Regions from separate parts of the Mus musculus genome. Here regions 2 and 3 are each linked to region 1. Evidence: chromatin contacts called from public Hi-C and promoter capture Hi-C data. All regions are on one chromosome and are shown on one strand. The core of a region is the stretch at or near the end of the contact, and the rest is flanking DNA. Distances in the headings are between cores, read along the strand shown.

Region 1 (4,576 bases), core at 1,296-3,795:
TATTTGGTTATCGGTGATATAAGTTTTATTCTTCAGTAGGAAAGAACTAAATTATGTAAGGATACAGTTCAATTCTAAAACAGTTAAATCCTTACTATATGGAAGGTAATACACTGGATGTTGGGGGTCCAAAGATGACTAAGATTCAGTTCTATATTTGAAAAGCTCACATCCTAGTCACTAGAATACTTTATTATAATGTCTGCAGGAGATCTGACAAAGTCAGCACACGAAACAGCCCATTCTGGAAGAGCCATGAGTTCACAAGCATCCGTTTCTCTGCCTGAATGCTTCCTTTACTTCTCTATGGGTACATACTCAAAAAAAAAAAAAGATTTTTTTTTTCTACTTGTGTGTGTGTGTGTGGTGTAGTAGTAGTAGTAGTAGTAGTAGTAGTAGTAGTAGTAGTAGTAGTAGTTTGAATGAGAATGGCTCTCATTGGCCCATATGTTTGAAAGCTCAGGCCCCAGTTAGTGGAACTGTTTGAAAAGGACTAAAAGGCCTTGTTGGAGGAGGTGACACTGGGAGTGGACTTTGAGGTTTCAAAAGTCCATGCTAGCCCAGTCTCTGTCTCTGTCTCTCTCAGTTCCATGTCCACCTGCCTGCCACTAGCCATGATTTCAGCCATGATGATAATGGACTAATCCTCTGAAACTAAGCAAGCCCCCAATCAGACGCTTTCTTTGATAAGTTGTCTTGGTCATGGTGTCTCTTCACAGCAACAGAACAGTAACTAAGATAGTGTATCTGTGTAAGTGTTCTGACATGTGTGTGTGGGTGCCCTTGCAGGCCAGATGAGGGTGCCATATTCCCTGGAGCTGTGGTTACAGGTCATCATAGGTCACTTGACCTGGGTGTTGGGAACCAAACTTGGCTCTTCTGGAGGAGTAACAAGTGTTCCAAACTACAGAGCCTTCTCACCAGTTCTGTTAACTTTTACCACACGTCTCAAGACCCATCTTAAACATTACTTCCTCTGAGCAGCCTTTCCTGAGCCTCAGCGGTGAATGAATCCTGTGCCTTTGTTGCTCCTAAACCACCTTATCCAACTGATTTACAGAATTTCTCACATCTCATTGTGGGTAATTGTTGTCTCTAGTTATGAGTCCTTAGCTCTTAGTTGTGAGTTTACCTGAGACAAGGGTTGCTTTCTAATTTTATTGGTTATTTTCACAATTGGCTGCAGGCCTCTCTGATGCTATTGGCTTAGACCTGAGAACCAACTGGGATATACAAAACAGGAACACCCTGCTAACATTAGTGTCAAGACCCTCACTGATTCCATTCAGACTAGCTAATACTACTGAGAAATAAGAATAAGGACTTAGGCCCCACTACTGGCTTATCTACTGCGTACCAGACGCTTTACCTACATGTTCTCATTTACTCCAGCAGCTTTGAAAAGTGCTATCTGTTTTTATTAGCTGTGGAAGAAAAAGGTTCAAGGGAGTAATTTGCCCAAAGTCGTGCATCACTCCAGGTGGTCTGCCTGTCAAGTACATCTGCTACATTTTGTCCAGATACAAATGTAGGGGACTAATATACCTGAAGACAGATCAAAACAAAGGTTCAAAGAGCACACAAAATTTAGAGAGTGCACAGAGAAGTTGGTAGTCAGATAAACCTTCATGGAGATGGTCAGTTAGGGGACTAGGTCGCCCTACAACACTGGGGAACAATGTATGTCAGGGAAGCAAATTGAGGGGGTAGCCTTGGCTATCTGTCTGAGGGATCCTGAAAAGACATTTTCAGTCTTCTCGGGCTCTCTTGCGCGCGCGCGTGCTCTCTCTCTCTCTGGTCAGGGAGAGAATTGTGCACTATTAAGTGGGGCACAGAAATTGCCTCCTAATGTCCTCCAGGGCAGTGTGGAGAGGGTCTGCTTAGGTTCCTTCTTCCTCAAGGAGGGTGAGGTAGCCCTCTACTTCATTGTGGTCTGGACTCCCACCTTTTGGGTCAGGGAGAGGTTTTTCCCATTCAGCACGGGTAGGCAGCTTTTATTCATTCATTCATTCATTCATTCATTCATCCATCCATCCATCCATTCATTCATTCAGGTCTCAGCATACAAGGTGCGCATTAGCAGCAACAGATTAGTCCATTCCTTCTCATCTGAAAGTTGGGGACTTTGGCATCATTTTCCTGAGCTTCAGGAAAGGAAATGCTTCGCTTTGCTCACTGAATGGTGGTCCTGGGTGTGTGTGCGCGCGCACACACACGCCAGAGCGGGTGGAGGGGCAGGTGTAGCTCTTTTCTCTCACCTCAGGGTAGGGAAGCTGACACCTCTCTTCTAACTAGATGGTATTAGGATGGTGTCTTCGTCTGGAACTGGGACACGACTCTCCTCTTGAAACCACGAAGGTGATGATGGTGGGAGACTCTCGGCTTTCCTTCCCTCCACACTGCGAGAGCTCCTGGTTCCCACACAGTCACGCTCAGGTGGCGGGAGGGGACACTCTCCCTTCTCTTTGCGCCAGAGCCTGAAAAGGCGGGGGACGCGCGAGTAGGCGGGGGCGGAGCAGGCTCTGCGGAGAGGGGCGGAGACAGAAGTAGTCACGCCCTCGGCACCGCCCACTGCTCCCTCGCTAACAGGCTCGCTCCCCAGACCCAGAGCGCCGCGGCTGTCTGCTGGGCTCCCGGAGACGCGGACCACCTTCGGTGTCCCCGCGCCGTCCTCCCCGCGCCGCTTGGCCCGCCGCCTCGAGCGCCCTCAGCCCCTCAAGCCAGATGATGAACTTCCTGAGGCGCCGGCTGTCGGACAGCAGCTTCATCGCCAACCTGCCCAATGGCTACATGACTGACCTTCAGCGCCCGGAGCCGCAGCAGCCCCCTCCTGCCCCTGGCCCCGGTGCCGCTACGGCGTCGGCGGCCACCTCAGCTGCCTCGCCCGGTCCCGAGCGCAGGCCGCCACCCGCCCAGGCACCCGCGCCGCAGCCGGCGCCGCAGCCCGCGCCGACGCCGTCGGTGGGCAGCAGCTTCTTCAGCTCGCTGTCGCAAGCGGTGAAGCAGACGGCCGCCTCCGCCGGCCTGGTGGACGCGCCCGCACCTTCGGCCGCTTCCAGGAAGGCCAAGGTGCTGCTGGTGGTCGACGAGCCGCACACCGACTGGTAGGCCCCTGCGGGGTCCGCCGGGGGCAGGGTGTGAAGATGGACCCTCGAGGTCACCCGGGAGAGCACCGGGGACGAGCAGGTGTCTGTGTGTGGGAGGGGCGAGGGCAGGCGTTGACCTCCCAGAGACATGGGTCCTAAGGTAAAGGACTCGGTGGCCTCCAGGCCGGTGGCAGAGCAAGCTACTTCATTAAGCACCAATGGAGCTTAAAAATAGTGATAAGTCGACCACGCTCTAAAGGAAGGCCACACAGCCAAGAATATTTGGGCAGCACATATTGGCTGTGACAGTGGTGGTGGGGACACCACAAAGTTGGGAAGGAAGAGAAGGAGGGATGGATCTGGAAAGAGCTGGGGGAGGGAGGGTGAAGATGATCAAAACAGGTTGTACAACATCCTCAAAGAACTAATAAAAAACAAAAACAAAACACAAATACTTATGGTGGGGGGGGGGCAGGCTTAACAGTTTAGACGCATACAAGCTAAGGTGAAAATGGACCCAGATGGCCATCAAAATAAAGGACACCAAAAAAGATTCTAGTCTGCAAGGTTTGGAATGAGTTGGGAGTGGATATTAGTATTTAAGTTGGATAGGTGTTTTTGTTGTTGTTATTGTTTGTTTGTTTTGTTTTAAACCTGTACCTGTATTGATATCAAGGTGGGTTAGATCACAGGTGTCTCAGAGTGTGATTGACATCTGTTTAAAAATAATGAGATTATTATATATATGCAACAGGGAGGGGATATATGTTTTAAAAATTTTGTTCTCTCTCTTCCCTTCTCTCCCTCCCTCCCTCCCTCCCTCCCTCCCTCCTTCCCTCCCTCCGTGTGTGTGTGTGCGTGTGTGTGTGTGTGTGTGTGTGTGTGTGTGTGTGCGCGTGCGTGCGTGCATGCGAGCATGCGTGCTCCTGTGTTTGTGTGTAAACGATGGTGGCTTTTTCAGCTGGATGATGAAGACCTAAGTAAAAACATTACATATTGTTAAAGGGCACAAATAAAATGATTGGCCTTAATGCAGTAAAGGGGAAACTTCAAGAATGCTTTTCTTTTCTTTCTTTCTTTTCTTTTTCTTCTTTTAAAAAGAGCTATAGGGAATGGGGATGATTGGGGAAGGTGTTAGGTTTAGTTGAGAAACACATGAATGAGGTCCACTGAAGACTAATTAAGAGCTTCAGAGTGGTTCCTTTGATGCAGTAGGACGCTGACTTAAGCGATGGTGGATGGTGGGCTGACTGGTGGGTATGGAACCATGAAAAGGCCAGAGCCTTAGGTGTTTTTTCCTTTGGAATGTGAGGGAGCAATTTTTGTTTTCCTTTTCCTAAGGGGATGAGGTTGATTGGTGCCTGCACCTGAGAATTCTTCCCAAGAGGAAGACACAGGGACCCCAGAGCTGTTTATTTCTCTTGTAGCTGCTTTCCTGTTGTGCTTTCTCTGCCATTCCTTCACTGAGAGACTTGGAGGGAGGGAGGGAG
Region 2 (4,576 bases), core at 1,459-3,958, 230 kb after region 1:
AGAGTGGAAGGATGCTGGGCAGTGGTGGCACATGCCTTTAATCCCAGCCCTTGGGAGGCAGAGGCAGGAGGATTTCTGAGTTTGAGGCCAGCCTGGTCTACAAAGTGAGTTCCAGGACAGCCAGGGCTACACAGAGAAACTGTGTCTCAAAAAACCAAAACCAAAAAAAAAAAAAAAATGTGGAAGGACATGAATCTGTTGATTCAAGCTCTGAACTTTCTTTATAATGTCATACTCACAAATGTCTGGTGAGGATGGTTTGTACCAGAAGAATAAAGAATTCCCTACCTCCCAACAGATAAGGATGCTAAGAGTGGAGAAGCATCTTGAGCAAGAAGCATAATTATAAATTTCCAGAGGCCAGTGCCTCCTAAAGGAGAGCAAAACATAGAGCAAGGTCTTCATCATTACGATTGGAAAAGGATAAAAGAACGGCCTTTGGTGTCCTGGACACTGCAAGCTTTCTGAATGTGAATCTTTAGGACAGATCATGACTGTGAGAGCTGAAAGAGTGCAAGAAAAGGAACTGTCTATCATGTGGGCTTCAGGCTCCCGAGGCAAGAAGCTCCAATAGTCTAACTTAAAAACAAGAGATTCTCAGGCCCTCTCCACCCTATGTGTAAGGTCTCCTATGTAAGAAATGGTGCTAAAGAATTTTAAAAAGCCAGTGAACAAGGTTAACAAATAGTTTGAAGGCAGGAGAGATTGCTCAGCGGTTAGGAACACTTTGTGTTCTTCCAGAGGACCCTTGTTCGGTTCCCAGCACCAACCACCTGTAACTCCAGCTCCAGGGGAGCCCACACCTCTCCCTCCGTTCACGTGCATACACACACAATTGTTTTTTAAAAGGAAATTAAATGATTAGCACTAAAGTCTGTTGATTAAGGCATTCGCCTTCATAACATTCTGAGATTAAAAATAAAAATAAAACTGAGATTAAAAATAAAAAGAAAAAAAGAAAAAAGGGAGATCCTAAATTCACTTAATTCATATAAATATATATATGGGTGTGTATCTATTATATATCATATATCATATATATGATATATAAATATATGTTATGTATGATATATAAATATATATGGTATATATATAGAGAGAGAGATGAAAAGCACATCTAGGAAAAAAACAAACTTCTCCATGACAGACATGGACATGGACATCGGTCTGAGGGACACGGGACCTTCCTGGGTCGCCTCCCAGCGGCTGTGAGGAGCAAGGCGGCCAGGTAACCAGCGCACGGCGCCGGGCGCGGGAGGGCCACGCGGGCCTCGTGGGCGCCGGCCTCCGGGTGCGGGCGCGGGGCCTCCGGCCTCACCCTGGGCACCGCCCCCGGTCCGGCCGGGTGGCTCGGCTCGGCTCCTCCGGTCCGCGGCCGGCCAGGCGGGGCCCGTCGCACTCAGAGCGGCAGCCGCCTGGGGCGCTCGGGTCGGGTCGGCCTCACCGACGCACAGCACCCGCCAAGCCGCCGCCTCAGGTCAGAGTCGCCCCGGGCCACGCGGCCCGCCGGAGGGACGCGGAAGAAGAGACCTGGGGCGCTGCGCTGGGGTATTGGGTCGCGCGCAGCCTGAGGGGACCGAGTGTGACGACAAGGTGACCGGGCTGAGGGGACGGGCTGAGGAGAAGTCACACTCTGACAGGAGCCTGTGAGACCAACAGCCTGACGGGGTCTCGGTTGAGGGGACGCGGGCTGAGAAGTCACGTTCTGACAGGACTGTGTGACAGACAAGGTGAGGGGGGGTCTCGGCTTGTGGGGTCTGGATCTGACTGGCTAGGTGACTGGGTCTCCGCTGAGGGGACTCGGGATGAGAAGTCACATTCTGACAGGGCTGCGTAACTGACAGCCTAACCCTGTCTCGACTAGAGGGGATACGGGCTGGAAAGCCACACTCCGACAGGACGGAGAGTGACCAAGTGACAGAATCTTGACTCAAGGGACCCCGGCTGAGGAGAAGGCAAACTCTTGACAGGACCGAATGTGACAGACAAGGTGACAGAGTCTGGGTCTGAGGGGATCGCGCGGGCTGAGGAGAAGTCACACAAGAGAAGAGCGAGAGAGTGATAGCGGGGCGGGGTCGCGGACTCAGGGACAGAGTGAGGGGTCTCGGCTGAGGACCGGTCACCCTCCTGGAGAGCCGAGTGTGACTGACAGGGTGACTGTCCTCGTGAGGGGCACCGGCACGGTGCGGAGGGCCACAGTGCTTCCCTGAGAGGGTGCGCAGGCAGGCATGTGTGTGAGCGCGGAACAGGGTTGCCCCTGTTCCAGACCCTGACAGGAAAGCCAGGTCTCCAGAACTACCGCGTTGGGGACCGCATTGTGCGGATCCTGGTGACAGATTTAGAGAGGGGCTCGCCAGCAGCCACCGGTCGCCCTGAGGCTCTAGGGGTCGGAGGGTGGGGAGGAGGATGCGCCCGTGATCACGGAGGCGATTTGGCCCACGGCCCCCTGCCCGGGGCTCACCAGGTGTGAGGAAAGCGGGGTCACTGTCGCCAAGGCCCCGCCCCGCCAGTGCCCCTCTTCAATCTAAGCAGGGGGCGAGCACAGGGCCCGGCTCACGGGAGTAGGCAGCCCTCGTGCTGGGGGCGGAAGGTGGGTGTGTGGCTCCCGGTGCTTTATGGCTTGGGATTGGGGAGGAGCCTAAGGTGAGGAGGCAGAAACTGGGAGTAGCCTGGGCTGCTTTTATATAAGGGACGCGAGGAGGTCAAGAAGGGGCCTGGACCTCTGCTGGGGATCTGAAGGCTGCAGCGCTAAATTCTTCTTAACTCCCATTGAGTAGGTGAGTGGCCCCATCGTCATCACGTTTTTGTTGGTGTGTGTAGTGAAGTGGCCAAACTGCCCCCAAGTTCTTACACATCAGGATGGTCTGGCTGTGTTCTTGTACTGTTAAGAATCTGCTTTGCTTCTGATGCTAATAGGGGGGAGGTCGTGCCATTTATTTCAGAAGGGAAAAAAGAAAAGTTAAGTTTTCTGTGAGGAAGAGGCTAAAAGGTGTCCCTTTTTAGCAGGATGAAGGACAAAAATGTAAAATTAAATGATCATTTGAAAACAAAACCAGATGAACCAAGTTGTAGGATAGCTAACAGTTGGAAAGCCTCTTGATTTGGAGTTCATTATTGTAATGTCAACTCTTTATTATCATGCACGAAGCAAATTGTTAACTGGAGTTATTAAATGAATAACTTAGTCTTGGACTTGGGCAGGTCTTCCAAAGATATCAGGTGCTCTGTGGGAGTCTTCCTGTCGTCCATAGCTAAGTGATCAATTGCTGACTAAAAATGTAACTAACTCCAGGTGCTCTGTGATTTAAAACCTGGCTAGGGTAGGAACGGATATACGCTATGACTACTCAAAGAGATAGTTCTCTTGCAAGTTTGACAGAAGCACTCATAGATACTACGAGCATTTGGAGCAGCATTTCAGAAGATTGGGTTTCAACTTTAAAATAAGTTCTCTGTTGTCTTATCTTCAACCACATTTGCTCTAAAGTAAATGTCCGAAATATTAATTTTAATATATGAACATTTTAACTCAGTGTCATGCCTTAGTTGGAGTGAAACATATTATAAAGCCCTCGATTTTTATTTTACTGTGTGTTTTGTGTAAATTTGCTCACTCCAGTGCTACTTCATATTTAATTTGCTGAGAACTATATCTTCAGTGAGAAGATCTAAGGAGCAACTGGTGGTCACCTCACGCTTTTGCAGCTCACTAGAAGGGAAAAGATTGTTGACAGTTTTCTTTTTAAGGAAAAAAATCTTTTTCATATGTAAAAGTTTCAAACTCTTCAAACTGTTGAAGAACAATGGCGCCGGTGAAGTCTGAAGTTCTTGATGCCTCTAGGCCGAAGAGTTTTTTGATGCTGTTTCCTCGGTCTTTTATATTTCAAAGATTATAAGTTCTTCTAAACACATTAGAACTAAAAGACCTGGAAACATTATACACATCAATACTTAAGACTACTTTGATATTTTTTGTGATAACTATTTTTTAATAATTAAGTATATTTCCTTTAAAGGAGCTGGTTTTCCTAACATTCATGTCACTACATCTTTCAGAATCACTTTAACAGAAAAGGGCAAATTACACTTTAAAAAAAATCATATCTTTAGTTTCAAAATCCCTATGACATTTAAAATTCATATATGAAAAGCATGACTTTAAATTTTTGACGTAGAAATGGATTATGCAAGTGACTGATTTCAGTTAGTAAGTTTTACATATTTAAATAAATGATTTTTTTTACTTTTAAGTCTCTGAAAAGAATATTCCATCAGTCTTGTCAAGATCCTTCTGTGTGGGGAATATGTAAAGGCACTGTGAAAACATGTATAAGGATCAGCAATGTATTTAACTTACTTTTCAAATTATGAAGTGGTTGCTAATAGAAGGAAACTTACATAAAAATTTTGTTAAAATAATTTACCCAAAAGTCTGAATATTTTCACAGCTTTCACAGGGTCTGTAGGTGCCCGGTGCGTATGGCAAGACATGTTGGCCATTCTAATTTGTGTCTTTCTGCTAAATTTATTGTCATGTGGACTTGGAAATATTCTCTGTGTCATAAAGTGAGGCAAA
Region 3 (4,576 bases), core at 1,173-3,672, 130 kb after region 1:
CATTGGTAATATCTCAGGGATATCACCAATCAGAAGGGTCACCTGAGCGTCACTGTTCAGAGTCATTGCTGGGAATTCATTACCTAAGCCTAACTGATCCGATTGAGCTATCCACACATCCCTCCCACCCTAGATGGCAAACTGATACATGCGGTCTAAGGGGTCCACTGTGAATCACACAGTTCTTGCTTTTCCACCAACACCCTTTGCCTAAATTTCCCCAGGCTGTTTACATAGGTTCTCACTTACCTTTCGCCCACGTGCCCTCTTACATTTTGTGTTCCTGTCGTAGCAATGCCGATCTCAATGGCCTATGCCTCTCTTGTAGCCTCTCCCTAAAATGATTTCCCTCTTTTGTTTTTGGCACGGCTCACTGTTTTGGTAAAGAAACTTTCACCACAGTATAACTAACATTCTTCAATCATCCAAAGATGCCGCCTGCTCAGCAGCTGCTGCCTCTCCTCCTGGAGTTGTGGTTTTCTACTTTCTATCAGGAGAGATTGTTCTTCCCTCTTTGTTTGTTCTTCACTCCTGCCAGGATGCAAGCTCTTTGTAAACAGGAATCTGCTCATCATTTCATCTAAAGGGCTTAGAAAGCATCCAGAATCTAGCAGCCACTGACTATAGTCACACAGGGCTCTCCAGGTGGGATCTCATGTGACTTCATCAGTACAGTGCAGGCCTAGACAAACTAAGAGGCCATCACTAGGCGATGTGATTTCATGAGCCCACCAGCATATATGTGGCCAATCATTGACCTAAATATTGTTATGCAGCACATGACTGAACATCACAGGTGCTCTAAAAAAGGTGGTTGAGAGCAGTTTGCCCAAGTTGCACTCTGTTGTCTGTAGAAAAGGTAAACTACAATAACAAATATAAATCTAATTTTAATACCTCTGCATTTAGGAATAGTTTACCTTTGTCATTTATAATGACCTGTTACTGAATTCCTATCCTAACTTGCTTTTCTTATGCTACCTCTGCCCCTGTAGGTGACACAGAACATGACTGATGATGTGTCCCCATTTGTAATCAGCACCTTTGATGGCCCTCTCATCCTATTTGGGATTAATGTCAGGATCCTAAGGGACCCTTGGTAGCATGCAAACAGAAGAGCTATAAATCAAGAATCATTGCCTGGGTCCCAGCCTACATGTCACATCTCCTGCCAAACCCCTGCATGTGTCATGTATGCCACTCCTCACCCAAGCCACTCTTGTTAGCTTCATTTGTGACCATGCAACCACAGGCTGAATGAGAAAGAACTTACAGCTTGAATCACATAGCCCCATGATTTGCTCTTTGCCCAGTAATATAGAAGAGGACCAGGACAGAACTGTGACTTGGAAAACATAAGCTAGCTAACCACTGTGCATCCTCCCAAGAGTCAGGGAGGCATTGACCACATCACCAAAAGCAGAGCGAGCGGTCAACAACAAAGCTCCATTTGGCTGTCAATGACTAGGTCTCAGCCTGGCTGGAATATTAACCTCCAGGCTGTCCCATGCAATGAAACCTCTACAGTGGTATGCTGTTCTCAGGGTGGCAGTGACACCTTGTGGCCAATGATTGCAGAGCCTCTGTGGTTCATACTTAGCCTTTTGCCTGGTACCCCTGCTGTCCCATCCCCCAAACATACTCAGTCATTTAGAGTAGAAACTTGCTTACTGCTTCCATCTCTAGGGCTTAGGAAAAACCTAGTACCCAGGACCACTGACTATGTCAAGAACAGCTTGACAATTGAGAAACCCCTGAGAAGTGTGAGATGAATCACCAGGATCTGAGACAGGCCTGAAGCTGGGGCTGCGGAGAGCTGGAGCTGCTTCCTAGACTCCCACCTTCAGGTGGCCAGAATTTCAGGTGCTGATTCAGTGAATCTGGTCCTGGTCTTTCTCTGGCACCCCATTGTTATATATTTTACCAGCTCCCTGTTTGGCTTGTGGATGAGGTCCATAGAGACCAAGTTTAAGACCAGGCCTTGGGAAGCATTGACCTGCATTGATGTGCATCTGGGAAAAAGTGAAGCTCGCTCTCTCTCTCTCACTGCCTGAACTGATCAGAAAACACACTGAATGTTGCTTCTAGTCCAAGGGTGGTAATATAACAGGATGGATTCCAACTGAGAGGAGAGGCCAGGATGTTGGGGCTTGTGGCTCATCTACTTTATGGACAAAAGTAAGAGAGCTGTGGCAACAGAGGATGTAGTTCAGCTGGCAGAGTACTTGTATACCACGACTCAAGCGTGCGTGCCTTGGGATCAGTCTCCAGCATAGGCATAAGCCAGGTGTGGTGGCTCCCTTGTAATCTCAGCCTTCTTTCGGTGGAGATATATGAATCAAAAGCTCTGGGTCATCCTTCACTATACAGCAGATTTGATGTTAGCTTAGTATACATGGACCTCTGTCTCAGACCAAACAACATAAGCTAAAGGAGCTTCAGTTGACTACCAGCTGTTTCCAGAAGGCTATGACTCAATGTCTTTAGCTTTCTGATGCCGTCACGGATTAGAAATGGTCCCAGAGGCAAATCTGCTGGAAGACAGGCTTTGACCTTGTATTAAGGAATCAACTCGCCGATACTGAGAGCAGCAACTGCTGCTCGGGACCATGTGACTGTCACATTAATGTTCAGATTTCAGCAGGATAAGCTACTTACTGGGTGGGGAGGTGGTGACAGGATGGGTGGGGGCTGATGAGGCAAGTAGCTCTCAGAACCTTCCAGAACTAGAGTACTGTGCTCCAGGCTGAGTGTAACCACCAGACCTGGGAGAGGTAGTGGGAAAAACTTAGAATAAAAGGACTGGGGTGGGAGGTGTTGGAGCAATGGCTCAGTGCTTAGGAGCACTGGCTGCTCTGGCAGAGGGCCCCCTCTAGTTCCTAGCTCACAGCTATCTGCAAGGATTAAAGATACTTTTCTCTAACTTCTGTGGGCCCCAAGCATGCACACGGCACCCATACATATATGTAGGCAAACACTCATACATATATGATAAATTTTTCTGTGAACTTGTACAAGGAGACCAAGATGAGAGGGGATCTCTTCACTCTGAGAACAGCCTCCAGGGCTGGACGATTAGGGAGAGGCACAACCATCCCTTCAATCCCATATCAGGACTGTTTCACTTGTTCTAAGAGGTAAAGTTAGGACAAACCAAGGCCTTCCTGCTTCCCACAGCAGGCCCGGCTTGAGAGAACGTGTTCCCCAGTGAGTAGAAGCTGAGAACTCCAGGAGATTGGGGGCAGGTTCAGATAAAGCCACCAGTGACTAGATCCCTTAACGAACTATTAAGAGAAACCAGTTATTTTGGGATTGTCTTTACTTTCATGGACATCTTTAATCACTCAAAACTGACATTCTGACCTAGGGTGACCTGATCCTCAGAGCCCCCATAGGACTTGTGGCCCCCACGGACCATTTCTGGTGTCCTCAGGTTATGGAAGGGCCACTATCCAGGCAGTGGTCTTTGCCCAAGAGTAATTCCCCTGGGAAGGAAGGGGCATCATCTCATTCCTGGATACCTTTTATACCCTTGCAGAGGAAGGAAAGGGGCAGTGGCAACTGAAAGGTCTCAAGGTGCTGAAAACATACTGTCCCCTTTGCTCTACAACCTCCTGACCACATTCCTTCCTGCTGCTTCATTCTCCCTGGAGTACTGGACCGGGGAAGCAAGGCCTGGGGGAGCTGATCAGAATAGTTCTGTGGCGTGGCCAGCAAGGAGCTTGGCCTGGCCCCTTTCCTGGGGCCAGACCCTGGGACCCTTTCCCAATTTCCTGTCTCAGATATGCTGAGCAAGCACAGGCCTTCCTCCTGGTGGGGGCAGCTGGTGTTAAGCCAACAATTCTCAAAAGTTGAGTCACTCAATGTCTTTCCTTCCTCAGCTTTCCATCCTGTTGGGGCCTCACTTAGATAGGAGCTCCTCTGCCAGTCTGTCTAACAAAAGCCACAGGGTGGGAAATTAGATGTACCTTCAGCAAAACCCCCATAGATCCTCATGGGCTACGTTTCTCTCTCAGGCCAGTGATCTGCAATTGAGTGGATCTTGCCCAAACTAAGGCAGTGATGTATAGAGAGAAGGCATGGTCTAACCCAACCCCAAATCCCCCACACAAGAACTACCCTCCGTGTGCACAAGATGACAGGAAACTAGTTAGCAATATCTTTTCCATTGATACATGTAGTTCTCACACTGTAGATTTACTCTTATTTAAACAAAAACAATGGCGTTACCATATATTATTCACTGGCTAGGACTTTATAGTTTATAAAGCTCATTTGATGTTTTTAAGCCTCAAAACTCTTATGTGAGATATGGAGGTTGTAATTCTTTATGTGTTGACATATCAGGAAAGACAATGAAGATGACCTATCCAGAGTCACCTGGCTGCTAAGAAGAGCTGGACCATCTGACCCCCAGCTCAGAAGGGTCTGTGTAATACCATGCACCGGGGCTTTTTGGTATGCCTGTGAGGGGGAAGGAAAGAAAGGGAAACCTGGGCACTCGTGGTGCCGTATGAGGAAACTTGCTCTCCTCCATTGATAGCCAGATGCTTGACCTGTCACTTCACCAGCTGCT

Evidence for each region. Promoter capture Hi-C pulls out the DNA fragments that hold promoters and counts their contacts. A called contact is a pair of places that touch in the nucleus more often than the background predicts.
Region 2: a promoter capture Hi-C map of embryonic stem cells shows a contact between it and region 1, with 4 times the contacts expected there. The contact joins the promoter of Pparg here to the promoter of Syn2 in region 1. A contact is called at or near these places in 16 of 39 promoter capture datasets (the 3T3-L1 cell line, 3T3-L1-derived adipocytes, the HPC-7 cell line and 9 more) and 3 of 484 Hi-C or Micro-C datasets (the N1E-115 cell line and embryonic stem cells).
Region 3: a contact with region 1 is called in a Hi-C map of the N1E-115 cell line, with 11 times the contacts expected there. The contact joins the enhancer-like site here to the promoter of Syn2 in region 1. A contact is called at or near these places in 2 of 39 promoter capture datasets (hippocampal neurons and stem cell-derived epiblast-like cells), 7 of 484 Hi-C or Micro-C datasets (the HL-1 cell line, the N1E-115 cell line, cerebellar granule neurons and 3 more) and 2 of 115 datasets of contacts at active chromatin or transcription factors (astrocytes and embryonic stem cells).

What each region holds. Positions count from the first base shown.
Region 1 is chr6:115,132,357-115,136,932 of GRCm38.p6, forward strand. It overlaps Syn2 (synapsin II), which reads left to right and starts at 2,546. Exons shown (of 13, transcript NM_001111015.1): 1 at 2,546-3,104. The coding sequence starts at 2,725. Gm17733 (predicted gene, 17733) reads right to left here and starts at 2,479. Exons shown (of 2, transcript NR_132436.1): 1 at 2,259-2,479.
Region 2 is chr6:115,359,641-115,364,216 of GRCm38.p6, forward strand. Pparg (peroxisome proliferator activated receptor gamma) reads left to right here and starts at 2,709. Exons shown (of 8, transcript NM_001308354.1): 1 at 2,709-2,777.
Region 3 is chr6:115,266,534-115,271,109 of GRCm38.p6, forward strand. The region is part of intron 10 of Syn2 (synapsin II); the gene reads left to right. Among named protein-coding and RNA genes, the nearest start is that of Timp4, 17 kb to the left of the region's middle. Within about 2 kb of position 2,423, at least 34 of the 459 cell types and tissues checked have an H3K27ac peak or open chromatin away from gene starts, as enhancers often do. A contact at or near this core is called in the HL-1 cell line, the N1E-115 cell line, cerebellum and 1 more, where this site is marked.